Linked DNA regions of Mus musculus: regions 2, 3 and 4 are each linked to region 1. Evidence: chromatin contacts called from public Hi-C and promoter capture Hi-C data. All regions are on one chromosome and are shown on one strand. The core of a region is the stretch at or near the end of the contact, and the rest is flanking DNA. Distances in the headings are between cores, read along the strand shown.

Evidence for each region. Promoter capture Hi-C pulls out the DNA fragments that hold promoters and counts their contacts. Hi-C and Micro-C count contacts between places; a contact is called where the count stands out from the background.
Region 2: a promoter capture Hi-C map of the HPC-7 cell line shows a contact between it and region 1, with 2.5 times the contacts expected there. The contact joins the enhancer-like site here to the promoter of Pla2g4a in region 1. A contact is called at or near these places in 2 of 39 promoter capture datasets (the C10 cell line and the HPC-7 cell line), 1 of 15 datasets of contacts at CTCF or cohesin (the NIH/3T3 cell line) and 2 of 484 Hi-C or Micro-C datasets (bone marrow-derived macrophages and nephron progenitors).
Region 3: a Hi-C map of the C2C12 cell line shows a contact between it and region 1, with 2.8 times the contacts expected there. The contact joins the enhancer-like site here to the promoter of Pla2g4a in region 1. A contact is called at or near these places in 4 of 39 promoter capture datasets (the C10 cell line, the HPC-7 cell line, embryonic stem cells and 1 more), 1 of 15 datasets of contacts at CTCF or cohesin (the NIH/3T3 cell line), 1 of 484 Hi-C or Micro-C datasets (the C2C12 cell line) and 2 of 9 other capture datasets (adipose tissue and pancreatic islet).
Region 4: a contact with region 1 is called in a Hi-C map of bone marrow-derived macrophages, with 1.8 times the contacts expected there. The contact joins the enhancer-like site here to the promoter of Pla2g4a in region 1. A contact is called at or near these places in 2 of 39 promoter capture datasets (HPC-7-derived erythroid cells and macrophages), 7 of 484 Hi-C or Micro-C datasets (bone marrow-derived macrophages, epidermal suprabasal cells, granulocytes and 4 more), 1 of 115 datasets of contacts at active chromatin or transcription factors (the HPC-7 cell line) and 3 of 9 other capture datasets (adipose tissue, liver and pancreatic islet).

Annotation. Positions count from the first base shown.
Region 1 is chr1:149,958,745-149,963,131 of GRCm38.p6, forward strand. Pla2g4a (phospholipase A2, group IVA (cytosolic, calcium-dependent)) reads right to left here and starts at 2,546. Exons shown (of 18, transcript NM_008869.4): 1 at 2,447-2,546.
Region 2 is chr1:150,070,752-150,075,138 of GRCm38.p6, forward strand. It overlaps Ptgs2os (prostaglandin-endoperoxide synthase 2, opposite strand), which reads right to left. Exons shown (of 5, transcript NR_015466.3): 5 at 4,122-4,387. Among named protein-coding and RNA genes, the nearest start is that of Ptgs2os, 27 kb to the right of the region's middle. Within about 2 kb of position 2,315, at least 1 of the 459 cell types and tissues checked has an H3K27ac peak or open chromatin away from gene starts, as enhancers often do. A contact at or near this core is called in the HPC-7 cell line, where this site is marked.
Region 3 is chr1:150,040,656-150,045,042 of GRCm38.p6, forward strand. No RefSeq gene overlaps it. Among named protein-coding and RNA genes, the nearest start is that of Ptgs2os, 57 kb to the right of the region's middle. Within about 2 kb of position 2,621, at least 28 of the 459 cell types and tissues checked have an H3K27ac peak or open chromatin away from gene starts, as enhancers often do. A contact at or near this core is called in the C2C12 cell line and the NIH/3T3 cell line, where this site is marked.
Region 4 is chr1:149,889,742-149,894,128 of GRCm38.p6, forward strand. All of the region lies in intron 5 of Pla2g4a (phospholipase A2, group IVA (cytosolic, calcium-dependent)), which reads right to left. Among named protein-coding and RNA genes, the nearest start is that of Pla2g4a, 69 kb to the right of the region's middle. Within about 2 kb of position 1,735, at least 14 of the 459 cell types and tissues checked have an H3K27ac peak or open chromatin away from gene starts, as enhancers often do. A contact at or near this core is called in bone marrow-derived macrophages, where this site is marked.

The DNA.
Region 1 (4,387 bases), core at 1,296-3,795:
AAAGAAAATGTGTAAAGCATAAAGTAATGAAAATACATGGATTCTTTCCCTATGTGGTAATGTGTGCTAGATAATCAATAAATATTAACAGAGTAAATAAATAGACAAAAATCATTTAAAAGCAATTAACTCCTTAGAGGAGAATAAGTATGTATTTTTTTATTTTGTTCTTTGCAATTTTTCTATTATTTAACAAGATTTTTGACAATAAGTGTGAATTATTTTTGTAATAAAAATAATATTAAAAAACACGATCAATCTGGGAAATACAGTTCAGAAAGTTAGGACAAAAGCAGAATATATAGATATACTTCAGAATCCAATGAAAAACTTGCATCAATTTCTCCCTTATGCATATTGTGTTTAAGCAAAAAGACTCATCAAAAGTTGAAGACAATGATAGGCCTAATGTTTCATGGAGAATATTGTTGGAATTGAGTCTAGAATCTAGGTCACTAGCTTTCTAGGAAGTGGTTCTATTCATGGTAGTAGGGAGCTTAGAGTGGCTATCAGTGAACAAGTGCCCCTTGAGATTCTCAGTATGACAGTGGGGCAGCTCCTACTCACATGTGAAAGCGTTTGCTGCTTAACTTTGATAAATGATAAGAAAATCCAGAGGTTTATGAAATGTCCCATGTCTTTGGCAAATGTGTGAATTGCTTTCTTTCTTTCAAATTTGTGTGCACTGGACAAGCATGTGTTCATTACCTTAGGAGAACTCCTGAGTCCTCAAAATGTTTGTAAAGGAGTTAGAGATCAAAAAGAAAGAAAAAGAAATATATATTATGTATATATAAATATATATATAATTTTACCAGCATGATGGCATACTGTGGGGAGATGTGGTGATATACAGAAAGGAAGGGAAAACAAACATGGCAACTTTTTTCTTACTCTTTTTTTACTCCTCAAGCATGTTTATTAATATTTAAACAATCGAACAATCTGCTTCAGGACTAGAAAAAACAGTAGGAAAGACAAGGGTTAAAGACAAGCCAATTTAGTTCTCTGACATGAACCTTATGAGAGGCTAAGACATGTGTTTCATAATTTTATTTTTTCTATTTAAAAATAAATATAAAATGCTATTTTAAAAACGTATACAGTTAAAATGAAAGTGTCTCTTCCCATAAAATATGTTTTCCTTAGAGGAAGTTTTGTAAAACTTTGAGAGAAGGCCATTAAACTTCTCTATGCATTTCACAATTATTGCTTAATTTAAAATTTAACTCTTCGTGAGCTCAATGAAAACAGAGACCAGCTTCATTGGCCAGGTCTCACTATATCTGTGATATAATTTCAGACTGGATAGGTCTATTTCATTAAATTCTCTGTGAATCTCTTTGACTGCAATTTCAAATGTATTCAACAAACAGAAGCAACACAAAATACACTCCTTTTTCCCAAATTAGAATCCCAAATATAATACTAAAATCCACCCCTTCTTTTTATGTTGTTGTTTCGTTTGTTTGTTTGTTTGTTTGTTTTTTGTTTTTTGTTTTTCGAGACAGGGTTTTTCTGTATAGCCCTGGCTATCCTGGAACTCACTCTGTAGACCAGGCTGGCCTTGAACTCAGAAATCTGCCTGCCTCTGCCTCCCTGGGATTAAAGGCGTGCGCCACCATGCCGGGCGAATCCACCCCTTCTAAGTGGCACATCTCTAATGCTGCTCTCCACCAGCCTTCAGTGAAAGCAGTTTAAACCAACAGCTAACATCAGGAGCATTTTTCATAACCAAGTGTCTGAAGTGATGAATCTATTTAAATCATTACAAATTGTAAAAGAAGTAAAGATGTTAAGTCATTTATTTCAAAACCAAGTCCCTTTCACTCTTCCATCTTTTAGATTTTAGAACCTCAGTTCTAAAATGATATTCACAAGTGTGCAACTTGATAGAATATTTTCCAAAAAACTGTTTTGACCTGTTGTCCTGTCACAAGTTACCCAAAGCCTGAGAGCAGCGGTGCTTGTTAGTTCAAGGTTAGTTTTTCAGTGTTATAAGTCACATCACACAGCAGCCCATTAAATACCCAGGAATGTTCTGCGAACATAACTCTTTTTATCAATTAAAATTTAAATGAGTCACCAAACTGCCCCTAAACATCTTTACAAGCAGCACTCAAACTCAGGAGTCAGGAATCACTGGGTAGCATCACGTGGGACACAAAGGCGCGCCAACTCACTTCTCTATAAAGACTCAATTTCCCAGCACCCGCTGAAGGAAACAACCTATACCTTTATTCCAATCTGCTCTTAGACCCAGGAAACCAAACCCTCCTCACTTAGAAGGAAACTGAAGCCTGCGTTGTGAACCTTTCCCAGAGGCAGAGGAGTGAAAGAAGTGAAGTTTTAGCACGCGTGGCTGCCTTCCTCCTGGGAAGCTGCCCACGGATAGCGATGGAAAGTGCAAGAGGAAGCAGGCAGGGAGAGTAAATGCATTGCTTACAGTTCCCAGAGTTAAATGAGAATCCTCAGGCTTCTCTGTGCCTTCTGGCTCTCAGTCGGGAGCCCTTCACAGTTCCGACTTCTAGAAAGTCTTCTCCGGCTGGTAGGAGGGGCTAAGAAGTGGGCTGGTCTCTGTGGATGTTAAGGTGGAATTCAAGCGAGCTCCTCTGGTGAAGACTAACATTCTAAATGGACATGTTTAGTTTTCAGAAACAGGCCTTTCGAGTCAGAAAATATACTTTAAAAATATGTGATCTAACTGGTCCTAGGGGTGTGCATGAAAATATGCTTTAAAAACATGTGACCTAACTGGTCCTGGGGGTATGCATGTGCGTGCCTATGTGTGTGTGTGCATGTGTGTGTGTGTGTGTGTGTGTGCATGTGCGTGTGTGTGTGTGTGTGTGTGTGTGTGTGTGTGAGAGAGAGAGAGAGAGAGAGAGAGAGAGAGAGAGAGAGAGAGAGAGACTGCTGCTGCTGCTGCTTGCCCTTAAGCAGTCACTACTTCCTCTTTTTTCCAAAAGACTAAAAGTGAAGTTGAAAAGATAATGCATTATGTTGAGAATTTTTAGAGTCTTTAAAAGGTGAAGTTTTAAACAAACCGCAAATACAAAACGCATATACATTTTACAGTTGAACAGTGTTGGACAACCTTGAAAAGCAAACCTGTTCAAGCCTTTCTCCCCAAACTCAAAGCCTCTGAGTTGTTTAAGCCCTTTCAGAGAATAGAACCCATAAGTTCCGACGTAGAAGTAACAACAAATCAGGAAGAATCTGCAATCTAATTTGAAGCATATAATAACTTCTATGTGAAGAAAGTGTTGTATCTATTACAAGCGTGGTAGCTCACAACTGTCATGTGGGAAGTAGAAAAAAAAACATGTATGAGTTCAAAGTCAGCTTATGCTACATAGTGAAGCCATATCTCAAGGCAAACAGACGTCCTGACAATTCATGAAATCCTGTTACTCTAAGTACCCTGGTTAGAATGCCTTCAGGGCTTCCTCCATATCAAAGGCAGTTAGCAGAGCCCCTTCCTCTCTACAACGCCACCATTTATCTCCTAATTAATATCCTCAATATTTCTTAAAAGCACATCTTTTCTTCTTCTGTTTGCTTTCTATTGCTGGGATAAATTTTTCTGACCAGAAGCAATTTGTGAAGGGAAAGTTTTATTTGGGCATACAGGTCCTGACAGTCCATCAGGAAGCGAAGTCAGAGTAGAAATTCAAAGCAGAAAACAGGAGGCAAGACCTGAAGCATAAACCAAGGAGGGATGCATTTTTGTTCTCGTTTCATAATTTACTCCTTTTTGGTGTCGGAGGCAGGCTCTCATGCAACCAAGGCTGGACTCAAACTGAACTGGCTAGCAACAGATGACTTTGAACGCCTGACTTTCCTGCCACCACCTCCGTGGAATCAAAAGCACATGCCACCCAGGCCTAGCAATTACACTTTTAAAGGCTCCTTTTCCATTCATGAGTAAAGTAAAAGGCAAATCTGACACCTCCATTCTATCACAAAGTACAAGTTTATGTGGTATGAATAGACAGATTCACGAAGTTAAGATAAATATGGTAATCCACTGCAGAAAATATGGCTACACGTAAGTTGTGTTCACCAACACTTGGGTTAGGAATTAGGTTACCCTAATTCCTTCTATCCACTTGCAGCAACAATTTCACGAGTTGTTTTTTGCTCTCCAAGATCCCTCTAAATTTGGTGCAGGGAATTCCTGTCCAATTTTAGTGACTCTGTCACAATGGGCACAAACCCCATTACTCATCTCACAGAAGGACTTCCAGGCACTGCAGGGTTTTGAAAATATTTATGCTGTTGGAATTTAAATGTGCTGACGACAGTGTGTAGTCTAAGCCCATTGCCTCTGTGTTGAGGCAATTCTGAGTAGAAAGAATTATCTCTGAGTAAATTTCCTGTATTTCTC
Region 2 (4,387 bases), core at 1,065-3,564, 110 kb after region 1:
TATTTCTAGTAGTTGATTTCCTGATATGCACTAGGTAGTTTTCACATAAACGTTAATATTCAAAACATTCTTTTATAGTAATGTTCATTTTATTAGAAAAAAAGATGGATCATGATTAACAGTTAATTTCTTTCTTAAATTTTTTAAGATTACAAAACCCTTGCGATTGTGAGAAGATCCACGGCCCTCAGGAGGCAGAGGCAGGTGGATCCCTGTGAGCTCAAGGTGAATCCCAAGCCAGTCTCGGCCCTGTAATGGCACTCTGTTCCCACCCACATTCCCCAAGACATGAGAACTGAAAAATCAAAATAAAAAGTATGTACTACCTAGTCGTCAGTTAAAGATCTAGCAGAGCCAACACAAAGCCATTCAGCTCTTGTACCAGGTATGATGATACACACACACTTCCAGTCCCAATGCTGAGGAGCTAGAACTAGAAAAAGCATCAAAAGTTAAGGCCAACCTAGACATCCTAGTGAGTTCTAAACTAGTCAGTGAGACCCTATCTTAACTACCCACCCTGGAAAAAAATTCTCACCATATTAAGCAATAATAGCAAATCGATTTTGTAAAGGTAATAATAAATAAACAAATTTCATACACAATGAAAATTACTTTTTGTTTGTCTTTGAACTTTTGAAGCCAGGACTCACTGTATAGCATGGGCTGTCCCTCAGCTCCCTGAAGACCAGGATGGCCTAATATTTTTGGTAATCTTGATGCCTCCCAAGTGCTGGAATTACAGATGTGTGCCACCAAGAGAAGCATATAGGAGATCCTTTTAAAAAGAGTTATGGTCATTATTTTTAATTATATGCAAATATGTGTGGCTACATGTAGGTTTGTGTACATGAGTGCTGGTGACCCAAAAGGCTAGAGGTGTCAGGTCCCCTGGAGCTGGAGTTGCCAATGGTCACAGAAGTTTGAATGCTGCGTTGATGAGATGATTATTCTTGGTTGTTGATTACATCTGCACTTAACTAAAACTCAAGTGGCTAGGCACACCTGTCAGATGTGTTTCCTAATTAAATCATTTGAAGTGTGAACACTCAACTTGAGTTCCTATCTTTTGAGGTTATAAAATCCACCTTTGAACTAGGCCATGCCTTCTTGTGAGAGCCTATAAAGAGGATAAGGAAGAAGGGAAGCTGTCACTCTTTGCCTGCCTGCCCTTTGCTCTTGCTGAGAAATTCATCCTAATATTGCTCCCTTATCTATCTTATTTCAAATTTATTATTATAAGATATAATACTACTTCATCAGGTTCCCTGTGTATACTAAAGAGCAGCTAAGACATCCATCCTCGTGGACTGAACAGTTATTAGATTCTTGTAGCTTTTGTTAGTCAATAGGCAGTTTTGGATTAGCTGGACCACAGCCTGTATGATGGCATTATAATATATCCCCTTTCTCTCTGTCTCTCTGTCTCTCTCTGTCTGTGTGTGTGTGTGTGTGTGTGTGTGTGTGTGTGTACATGTGTATGTGTGTGTATTCATTCTATCATTTCTGTTTCTCGAGAGAACCTTGACAAACACAGTTAGTTGGTAATATTTGGAGCTTAAAAAAGAAGTTTCTAGGGAGTAGGGGGGGAGGGCATGGGGGACTTTTGGGATAGCATTGGAAATGTAAATGAAGAAAATACCTAATTTAAAAAAAAAAAAGAAATGTTGGCAAAACCAGCTTTTTTTAGAGAGGATTCTAACTCTTTTATGACTATTAAACTGATCCTTTCACCGAACAGGTCCCAAAATATAAATCAGCCTCCCCCTCCCCCTCCCCCTCCCTCTCCCTTCTCCCTCTTCCTCTCCATCCTCCCCCTCCCCCTCCCTCCTTCCTCTCCCTCCTTCCTCTCCCTCCTCCTTCTCCCTCTTTCTCTGAGACAGGGTTCCACTCTTTAGCACTTGCTGGCCTTGACTTTAGTGCAATACACAGACCATGCTGGCCTGGAATTTGCAGAGATCTGCTTGTCTCAGCCTCTTGAGAGCTAGAATTGAAGGAGGGTGCCACCACACCAAACTGTTCCTGTTTTTAAAGATTTATTACATTATTTATTTATGTACTCATGTATCTGTGTGCAAGAATTTGCATGTGTATGCCTGACCAAGCCAAAGGAGTGTCAGATACTGTGGAGCTGAGGTTACAGTCAATTGTGTGCCAGCCAAGATACTGGGAATCGAACTTACATTCTCCAGAAAAGCAGCAAGCACTCTTAACTACCTAGCCGAAAGATGGTAATCTTAGTCCAAGACGGACCTCTGTCAGATGCTATAGTGTCACTACTTTAACAGCTAATAGAGCATGTTTACTGCCCACTCCCTTCCCAGCTCACTTCCTTCAGCATTCATTATCTAGGAAGGATGTGGTTTGTGCTTTTGATGGCAAATAATGTTGCCATAGATAAAGCACCCTTACCTCTCCTTATTTCAGTCCATGATGAGAATTTTAAATTATTGTTTTGATTTATAACTTAGTTTGTGCTTAGCTTTTTGAAAGGGAATGGTATATTGGTATATGGTGGTTTGTTTTTTTTAGTCTGGTTGTTATTTCTGTGTGTGTATGCATTGTTTGTTTGCTTGTTTGTTTGTTTTCTGAGGCAGAGTTTCTCTGTGTATCCTTGGCTATCCTGGAACTCACTCTGTAGACCAAGCTGACCTCAAACTCAGAAATCTGCCTGTCTCTGCCTCCCAAGTGCTGGTATTAAAGATGTATATCACCACTGCCTCTTTTGTGTTGTGTTGTATTGTGTTGTGTTGTGTTGTGTTGTGTTTTTAAGACTAAGTTTTACTATAGTTGCCCAGGATATCCTAAAACTCTAAATGATCCTCTTGACTCTTTCTAAATTCTGGGATTACAGGTGTTCACTGTCTTATCTGGCTAGTTGGCCAGTATGTAGTGGATTGCAAAGATCTACTTAAACATTTCTTTAAATAGTTTGCTTCTCAGTAACATCTTTAGAAATATTTGTTGGTGAAAGAATGGAAAACTGACCTAAAATCTAAACTAAACTAAACTCTGTGTGTGCACACACAAGTAATCAGTATTTGTGTGTGTGTGTGTGTGTGTGTGTGTGTGTGTGTGTGTGTGTTGTTTTGCTTAGACAGGGTCTTAACTGACCAGCCTTGACCACCCTATGATGATGAAGATGATTTTGAAGTTCTGATTCCTTTGCCTCCATTGCCTGAGGGCTAGGATGCCAGGAATGTACCACCATGTAAGATTTAGATGGTGCCAAAAACCAGACACCAGCTGTGTACACCAGGCAGACACTCAACAAGCTGAGCTACGTGTTCAGCTCTTGTTTCTATTCCTGTACTAGAGTGATGCCTGTATAAATGGAATTATGTATTAGGAGCCATGTTGTTTGGGTTTATCATTTTGTTCAACAGCAATGTCTTTCTCATTCCTTTCCAAATAAATGAGAATTAGGCAAATACAGATTTCTTGAGCTTATGTATCTATGTAACACCAGCCACCTTATATTCACACTGTCTTCCATAGAACATTCTCTAATTATCACTATAAGCCTAGTATGAAAATTCTTATCTCATGTATCATCTATGCTTCCCAAGGGAAGAAAGCTAAAATCCAGACATATAAACAAAGATGAGAAGCTAGGATGTTAGGGATAAGACTCTCCCGACTTTCTACCCAGGAGCCAGAGCTATTCACATCACACAAGCAAACCCATGTCCCTGAGTGCCTGGGTGAAGCAGGCACCCATATCATCCTAGAAACAGAACTTGAACAAAACATCAAAAAAAAAATGTTTTTGAATGACTGCAGATACAGATGCTACATCAAAGAAGACCTTCAAGATCTATAAAAACCTGATTTATACTCTATCCCCCAAACCCATTACTTCTAGGACATTAAGCAAATTAATGTTTCTGTACAACAAAAATGCTGAGGAATGATTGAGTAGTGAAGAAACTTGCCTAATCTGAGACTCAGTGAAGTAGACGGTTACAAAAAGGGCAGAGGTGGAAAGCACTGGCTCAGTACCAGCCATCACATGGAGAGCTTCAAAAACATGGTTCCTATAAATGTGATTGGACAGAAGGAAACTCAGTCAACACTGATAACAACTGCTCAGCACAGCACTAGGAGATATCTGTTCTTTTCCCTAAGCTAAAGACTACCAGAGAGTCAGACTCCAATCTAAGTCTTCATAATCTGCTATACTATATCTGTGGGTTTGCTTTGTCTGTGACAGTGTCATGTCACTAAAATTGTCTTTACAGTTAATGCAATTATGGCAATGATGTGCTTCTCAGTCATAAATTCTTGATTCTGATTAATGCAATACAAGATGACTATGGTGGAATATACAGCACTGTGAAAAACACTCTATCTCTTTAAGGGCCACCATTGTTTACTTAGTTCTCAA
Region 3 (4,387 bases), core at 1,371-3,870, 82 kb after region 1:
TTTGCATCTATGACTCCTGATCTGTTTCCTAGGTCTCCTATCTCTAGGGTTGTCTCCCTTTGTGATTTCTTTATTGTTTCTATTTCCATTTTTAGATCCTGGTTGGTTTTGTTCAATTTCTTCACTTGTTTTTTGTGTTTTCCTGTAATTATTTAAGCGATTTTTGTGTTTCCTCTCTAAGGGCTTCTAGCTGTTCACTTGTGTTCTCCTATATTTCTTTAAGGAAGCTATTTATGTCCTTCTTAAAGTCCTCTATTATCATCATGAGATGTGATTTTAAACCAGAGTCTTGCTTTCTGGTGTGTTGATATGCAGGGCTTGCTGTGGTGGTAGAACTGTGTTCTGATGATACCAAGCAGCCTTAGTTTCTGTTGCTTATGTTCTTGCCCTTTCCTCTTGCCATCTGGTTATCTCTGGTGTTAGCTGGCCTTACTCTTTCTGACTGTGGCTTGTCCATCCTGCAAGTTTGTGAGAGTACTTCTGGGAGACTGATACTTTCCAGGCAGAATTTGGGTATGAATTTCTGTGACACAGGGTCAACTCTGGGGTGCAGACTGTCCCCAGCTGTTCTTTGGTTCCTGTGTCCTGATGGCTCTGGGCAGGTCCCTCTTGGTCCAGGTATTTGACCAGAAGTGGTGGTCTCACATGTACTCACAGGCATGTCAGACTCCTGGGAGATCAGCTCTCTTCCTGCAGGATTTGGGCATGGAGAGTTGTGGGACAGGATCAGCTCTGGAAGCAGACAGAAACTGGAAGAATCCTGTCCTAGGATGCTTCTTGGTTCCTGTGTCCTGAGGGCTCCTTACGGGTCCCTCAGAGCAGAAGTAGTGGTCTTACCTGTGTTTCCAGTAGTATCAGCACTCCTGGGAGAGACCAGCTCTCTCCTGGTAGGATTTGGGTATGGAGAACTGTGACACAGGATCAGTTCTGGGGCACAGACAGAAACTAGAAGCAGTGGTGCACTTGTTAATGGGACTTTCTCTTCTGTGTTGAGGATGCAAAACATTTTCCCTGACTGTCAAAGAAAGAAATTGGATGTGCACCTCCAGATACAATGCATTTTCTGTATGAATACTGGATGGATTTGGCCCACAGGAGTCACTGGCAGAACTACAAAAGGCACAAGGGCAGTTTCCTCTCGTATGTCTTTCCTGCCAAACTGCCCCAAGCTGATTGAATTCCTTCGATGAAAGTCATGATCCTTTTAAGCAGCCTCCTGCACATAGTCTCTTTCATTAGATACCAATAATGCCATCCACCCTTTACTACTTCATTCAAGCCTGTAGGCAGTAAAGTCTTATCACAACATTGTGCTCTCCCTTTTAACTTTTAGATGTAATTTTCTCCTGAAAGTAGTTTATGTTTTACCAGTACCCCACTGACGTGAAGGTTCATTCTTATGTCTCCAGCAACAATTCCTGCACAAAGTTAGCTTGCAGATGCCAGGATGTGCGTTTTGGCATATATGGTATGTATGTGGGATGGGGTGGGCGAAGGAGGGGAGGAATAGGGGATCCCCTCTCCATATAACTGATGTTGCAGTTGATATTCAGCTAAGTGTTTCCTGAATGGATCTGAAATTCTAAACCTAAGAAATGGGACCTGGCAGCCTAGTTGATCAGGTACATAGATTCTGCTTCTTCAGAAGCAATTTTGAGAATACGCATCCTTTAGAGAGGTGTCCATTGCTTCTACTTGCCAGAAGTTTCTAACAGAGTAAGTCTTAGTAGCCAAAAACCTTCTATAGACCCAGAATTCAGTGTGTGGGTTAGTCAGTAAACTTTGCCACTGGATAAAAACAGTCATCCTTAACTTATAGCCCGTTGTAGTAACATGTACCTTTAACCTCAGTATTCAGGAGGCTTAGGTAGGAGGAGCTCCCTACATTTGACATCAGCCTCAGTTATATGAGGAGTCCCAGGCCCACTAAGACTAAAATAGTTAGACCTATTTAAACAAACAAAAAAAATCAACAGTAATTATTTTTCTAACACACGAGTTAATATAATAAAATCATATAATTAATCTGGGCCAGGGGTGGCAAAAACAAGAGTTGAAGTTTTGTTATTGAATTGATGTTAACATGGCTGGAATGGAAAAGTCCTAGAACCATGGTGGTGAAGCATTTTAGACTGTCCAGTGACCATCTCCGTGTCTGTATCTGGAAAGAAACATAGCTACCATTTCTGAGCACTTTATTGCATATCAACAACTAGGCATTTTAATAACACTAACTCATTTAATTTTCATGAAAAGGTGGGCACTGTCTCCGTCAACTCCAGCTCTACCTCTGAGTGAGCTGAAACACAGATGTAAGTAATTTAATAACATGAGGCATCTGCTCCGAGCTTGTTCTCTTAACTGTACCAAGTGACCTTTGTCACTGGAGCACTCTCATGCTAAATGTGTCATCTTCAGGGTTTGTTAGCTGAGTCTCCTTATTTGGAGCTTTATTTCCTTCCTGAGACAGAAGAGTAGAACGCGCCCTCTTGATTTCCATGTCCTGATTTCTCAGGTCACTGATACACAATACTTTGCCCATGAATCCACTGGACCCTTCCCTCTTCCCTGCCTCTGGAGTCATTTCATAGTAATGCATGACCATTGACATAACACAGGACCACTGGCACCTGTGTTTATTTTAAACTGACAACGTCATTACTCACATTCAATGCTTACCCTGTCTGGATCTCACTTCAGATAATGCCTCTAGACAACATTCCAGCTCTAAATACCTCAGCAATTACAGAGCTGGGCCTGGAGAAATTACAAACTACCACTGAAACCTCAAAGTTAAAAATGCCATGGTTGACACAATGGCTGTCATGCCAGCACCCAAATATATTGTCCTATGTGTTTCAGGAGGGCTTGGGATAGGGTCTCATTTAGTAACACAGGCCTTGTGTTCTCAATCCTTCTGCCTTCATGTGTGGAATACATGGCCTACCAACAGATACCAAGACCAAACACAACAGGTTATTGCCTTTGTATCTTCCAAAGCTTTTCGATTTTTCCCAATCTCTCCCTCCTATGATACTTCTTTCTGATTCTTTTATTATTACCCCATTTCTATGGGAACATGTGCATGAGATCTTTTGCTCAGTGAAGGAAGGCTGCTGTCTTCTCAACTTTAGTTTGCTGTCTTTGAGGTCCTCTGTGACCCAAAGCAAAACAGGCACTGAAGAAAGTGGTAGCATAATGTCTAGAGAGAAAAAGATAGCTTCACTGACAATAGGATCCACGTGTGCTCCAAATAAGAAAAGAAAAAGCAGGATTGTGGTGGGTGATTTTTTTTCAACTAATTTAATTACTCTTTAGGGACTAAATTAAAAATAGCCCCTTGATTAAAAATAACTCAGTTCTCCTTTTTTAATTGAACCAGCATTTGCACAAATGTCACAGCTGGAACAGCGGCACTCAGAACCTCGGTGCTTCATGGAAAATACAAATAAGTAGCCAGGTCATACTGGTCTGCCTGATCATACTGAAGATAGAGCATCTTTAAATGTTAACAGATGTGTGAACAAAGGTTTTCATTGATTTCCAATTGGTTGATTGATTGACGTGGAACTTTCTTTAGATGTCGGGGTAAGGTTGAGCCAACAGAAGAGCCAAGGTAGCATGTGCTACTTTGAATATTGAAACTAGAAGTTCACATGATGATGGCTCCTTTTTGAGACCTGTTAAAGAAAATATCCATTGTAATTACTAAAGGAAAAGAGTCCTTTGAGATCCATCAGGAATTGTATGGGCAACCTAACATCCTTGCTGTTTGTGTCTCAGTTTTACTTGAAGTATAAATTGTTTGAGAGGTGATCTAAATTTGTTTCAAGCAGTTTTATTATCCAGAGCTTTTTATTCGTTCATTAGGCTTTTTGTCCCAAAGTACAGTTCACATTTCTTGTGCTATTACATTTAATAGCACTTTGACTGATGGATAAATGTTTGGGGGCACCTACTTTGTGTTAGGAATTAATGACAGAGCCTAAGCATGAATGAATAACTAACTCAGCTTCTTGGAGGTCACGTGGGAAATGACTGGCCCATACTTACTTAGCTGTGACATGTTGTTTGTGTTTAGGAACAATGGATAAACAAATAGCATGAACTAGTTGCTAATGCTACACCCAAAAAGTAAAATTACCTTCCTTCTAAAAATCTGTTGAATTTTTTTTCTGATTTTTTTAAAGGACATTAAGCAGGACACAGTGTCCCACATCTGTAATCCCAGCATTTTGGGAGCCTGAAGCTGGAGGATTACAAATTGGGAAACAGCCAGAGATACACAGGGAAACCCTGCCTCAAAATAAATAAATGAATGAATAAATAAACAAATAATATTAAAACATTTTATTGAACTCATAAGCACGGTGGCTGCAAAGCCTAG
Region 4 (4,387 bases), core at 485-2,984, 70 kb before region 1:
ACCGAAATTTATGAAACGGTGCCTTTGCAGAGAGTACATCTCTGCTGTATTGCAAGACCTCTGACATTAGTACTGATGGTATCAGGACTAAATAATATCCCTAGAGACTGTCACAAGAACTAATGGGGAAAATGTCCTGAAAGTGGTTGTATAATTTTAAAATCATATTACTACTTTTATTATGCCAGTTAGCAAAAACTGCTCAATTGCTACTATCGAATTTCTGTTACTTTGGAGCTCATGGTATAGGAAGAAGACAAACTAGCAGGAGCTTTTTAAAGGTTTGAGATGAGTTCACAGATGATTCTCAGAATGGACTTTACAAGTAAACTATAATAAAGTCTATATTAAACCTTCTCTCATAGTGTACTGGACTTAATACTTGGAACTGATGGGCAATCTGTTCCAAATGAATGCTTGGTGAACGCAAATGTGTCTGTGAGGACATCAGACAATCTTGTTCTTTTGAGAAATATACAATCACTAATAGAGAGATAAAACCTTGGGAGGGTCTGACCCACAGAAAATTTCCTCTGCCTAACTTTACAAATCTTAATCCATGAGAGATTTAGATATTACTTTTTTAGCTGATAAAAATATTCCAAATATTCTAGGACAAAAGGAATTATACATGCCCAGATGAATTGTCGTTCAATATTAGTCAAAATGACAGGCTTTCAAATAATCAGCATCTATCAATGGGAGTATTGTCTGACCACATCCCAGGATATTATGCCTAATTTCACATTTTGAAATATCCACTTAAATCTTTCCAAAAGGGGATGTGGGAAAGGTTTTATACTGAATAATTTTATTGGGGATATTTAGTAAGATAAATCAGACATAGGCAACACAAATTCTGTTTTGTAGTGGCCGCTGGTATTGGGGGTTTGTTTGTCTGTTTGTTTGTTGAGACAAGGTATCCCTCTATAATCTAGGCTGGGCTAGAACTGGTAATTCCTTCTTAGCCACGGTGCTCTGGAATTACAACCATGCCCCCATCATACTTGGCTGTATATTCTGTTTTGTTCCAAGGAAATAATGAAAGTTGCCATTATTAGACTGAGTGTATTTCTCTCCAAAGGGCCAAATCTCCATGTACAAATGGATAGAAAATAAACTCTCATGCCCTATCACAATGTGTGCCTCATGAGATTAGTTAATAAAAAACTGAATTTTCAACTGGCAGCTCCTGACACCACTTTGTTATTAAAATACTCAATGCTTGAAGGTATCTAGTGCCTCACTGTTCCATTGACTTGATAAAACAAAACCTAAAATTTGGTATGCCATGTTTGGGGCTATATTTGTGTTACCAGGAGAATACCCTTTCTATCCACGTTCCTTTTAAGATATTCTGATCCTAGATAGAAGACAAGGATCTTCAGGTAAAGGCAGCATAAAAGCGGGTACAGGATGTTTCTGTCATCTGGGACATTTCAGGATGTGTTGCTGAGGCTCTCGTCATGGGTCAGCCCCTAACTTCCTTGTGTTGCCCAAGCAGATGACAGAGCATCAGAAGGAAGTTTAGCTGCCTCCCCGCTCCATGCACTATGTTCAGACTTGCCAGGAAATCTGATATTCGTGATCTCTGCATCTTCTACCAGGAACATGTCATTCAGCTAAAACAGCTACAAAAATATGCACTTCCTGTGAGGTCTTAGACAATGACTGAAGCTTCTTCCCACACACTGCAGTAGAAAGAAGGGGGACCAAATCTCTGAGGCAGCTCCCCACCATCAGCCCCTTCTGAACAAATCATAACTCCAACTCCTCTCAAAATCAGAGATGTAAGAGGCAGGCAGCACCAATTATGCACCCTTGTGGAAACTAAAAACCTCTTCTTTGCATTCCAGGGTGGAGAAGAATTTTGACATCTCCCATGGCACGTGTTCAGTCAGAGAAAGCATAGGCAACCAGAGTAGAGAAACGATTGCTTAAAACAGCATTTCAGACTTTAACATTAATTTCTAATGTGCCTAAGCCATGGCTTCTCTTGAATATGTCAAAAGAATGAAACTAAAAAAGCAAATACAGTCACTGGTACCAGAGATATTTTTAAGCTAGTACACTGAAAAGATCCACACAGTCAAACACTATTTTCCTATTGGTAAAGAGGTCTTCAAATGTCTTATAACACACTATGCACACACTTTAAGACCTGTTCCCTGTCAATAAGTCATGATTTTGAATTCTTATCCCCGGTCTGTTCATCCTCATTTCTTCTAGACAGAAACAAAGGTCAATGAGGACCATGCTGACTCAGTAATTGTGTACATCCCTCAACGGAACGACAATGACGGTTTCAGTGTATTTGCATTTATCTGACCCTTGCAAGATAATAAAATGAAACTTTGAAAGTTAAGAGTCACTTTTAGAAAGAGTCATATTTCCATACCATGCCTGTAATTCTCCCTTGGGAAGAACAAAATATGAACTTGACAAGAAAGAATATTCTGAACAGTGAGTGGGGACTGCAAGTCTGCCAGTGCAATTGGAGTCACTGGCACAAGGGGACACTTAGAAATAGCATTTTTAATATATAAAACTGGACTAACTTATGTGTTTCCTACTGAGAATCTTCTCTTATTCAAGAACTCAACAACTGCCATCCAGAGTATATCCTAGGCAATCTTTCAAGATTTAAAAGATGAAGATGCTACACGATTTTTCCTGTGGCTTGTTCCTCTTTGTGCTCTATAACCTTACAGTTCCTCAACTTAACTTTTTTTTTTTCATTGTTAACACGTGTAGCCATCAGTGAGAATTATGAAGACCTGGACAGTAAGTAGCTTTCATATAATAACCCAGGTTCCTTAAAACACTGTCAACAAGTCACTTTGTCTCTGTGGTCTCTATAGCTTTTGTCTGTTAAACGTCACGATTTTCATTAGTACTAGCTAAGCAAATCCCAAGTTTTCAATCTTTCACACTAACAAAAGTATTCAAACAACTGTAGCTATACTATGGCTTGTAGCTGCTTATTTTGTATTTCCTTCACAGAACTTACTGCCTAAAACAGGAACAGCAAGAATAAAGGAACATTCTAAAATACCCTGTCATTTAAAAGTTAGCTATTGTGAAGATGTGGTATATGATATATTGTGAAGATGTGATATATGATATACTGTGAAGATTGCTATATGAGATGTGTCACTTCACCACAGTGCCTAGTCTAAAAAAAAAAAAAGCTATTCTTTCTTAAAGCCAGAAATTGTTTGACCTTCATTTGGACTATACTGTGCATAGTTGACAGTCTGATGTCCTTGACATCTGTCTTAGGGTTACTTGGGGTAATGAAACACCATGACCAAAAGCAACTTGGGAAGGAAAGGGTTTATGTCAACTTATACTTCCAGGTAATGGTTCAACACTAAGGGAAGTCAAGGCAGGAACTCAAACAGGACAGGAAGCTGGAGGCAGGAGTTGATGCAGAGGCCATGGAAGAGCACTGCTTACCAGCTTGCTCCATGTGGACTGCTCAGCCAACTCTGTTATGGTACCCAGGACCAGCAGCCCAGGGATGGTACCACCCCCAATGGGCTGTACTCTCTGTCATCAATCACTAATTAACATAAGACCCTATAGGTTTGCCTAGAGCCAAATTTTAATAGAAGCATTTTCTTAACTGAAGTCCCCTCCACTCAGATGACTTTAGCTTCTGTCAAGTTGACATAAAAATTCTCCAGCACACCATCTTATCCAATGATTCCCAGACTTCTCGTGAAGTGATGTCACTGATGTAAAATTGTGTGCTGATAAACCTATTAGGACAAAGGAACTATAATTCAAAGGCATTGAATGCACCTAACCCACCAGCTCACTTTGGATTAGCAAAATAGTGCCCTGTAAAGTGTTGGATCCTTTGTTGATGGTACAGTGGGATAGGAGTAATAGCAGTGGACTCCCACTGGTGGTCAAACAAAACAGCAAATTTTAAAATCTGTGGCTACAGCTCCTTGGTGAAATCCTTGCCTAACATACCTAAGAGCAGGTTCCTATCTTCAGTGTTCATTTAAAATAAAAAGAAACTAAAAAGAAAGAAAGAAAAGAATTCACAACTTTTAAAGTATGACTTCTAGTAAATGGATCAGTGCTCTACACACTGTAAAGTCAGAATCCTGCTGAACACCATGACCTGGGGCCTCTGTGGTATCTTGATGTTCCTCCAAACTCTACCTTATCTCCTGAACTTACCTAATGTGGAGTCTTTGACTTCACACGAGACATAGTTCCTCAATGAAATCACTCCAACACAAACTTAACATCTTGAACTCACACTCAAAGCTTCCATTGTTTCAACATTTTGACTCTATCTCTTCCACAGAACTCATTTTAAGTGAGAATCATGACTAAGCAACAACGAAAGCAATCAGCCAAAATTAGA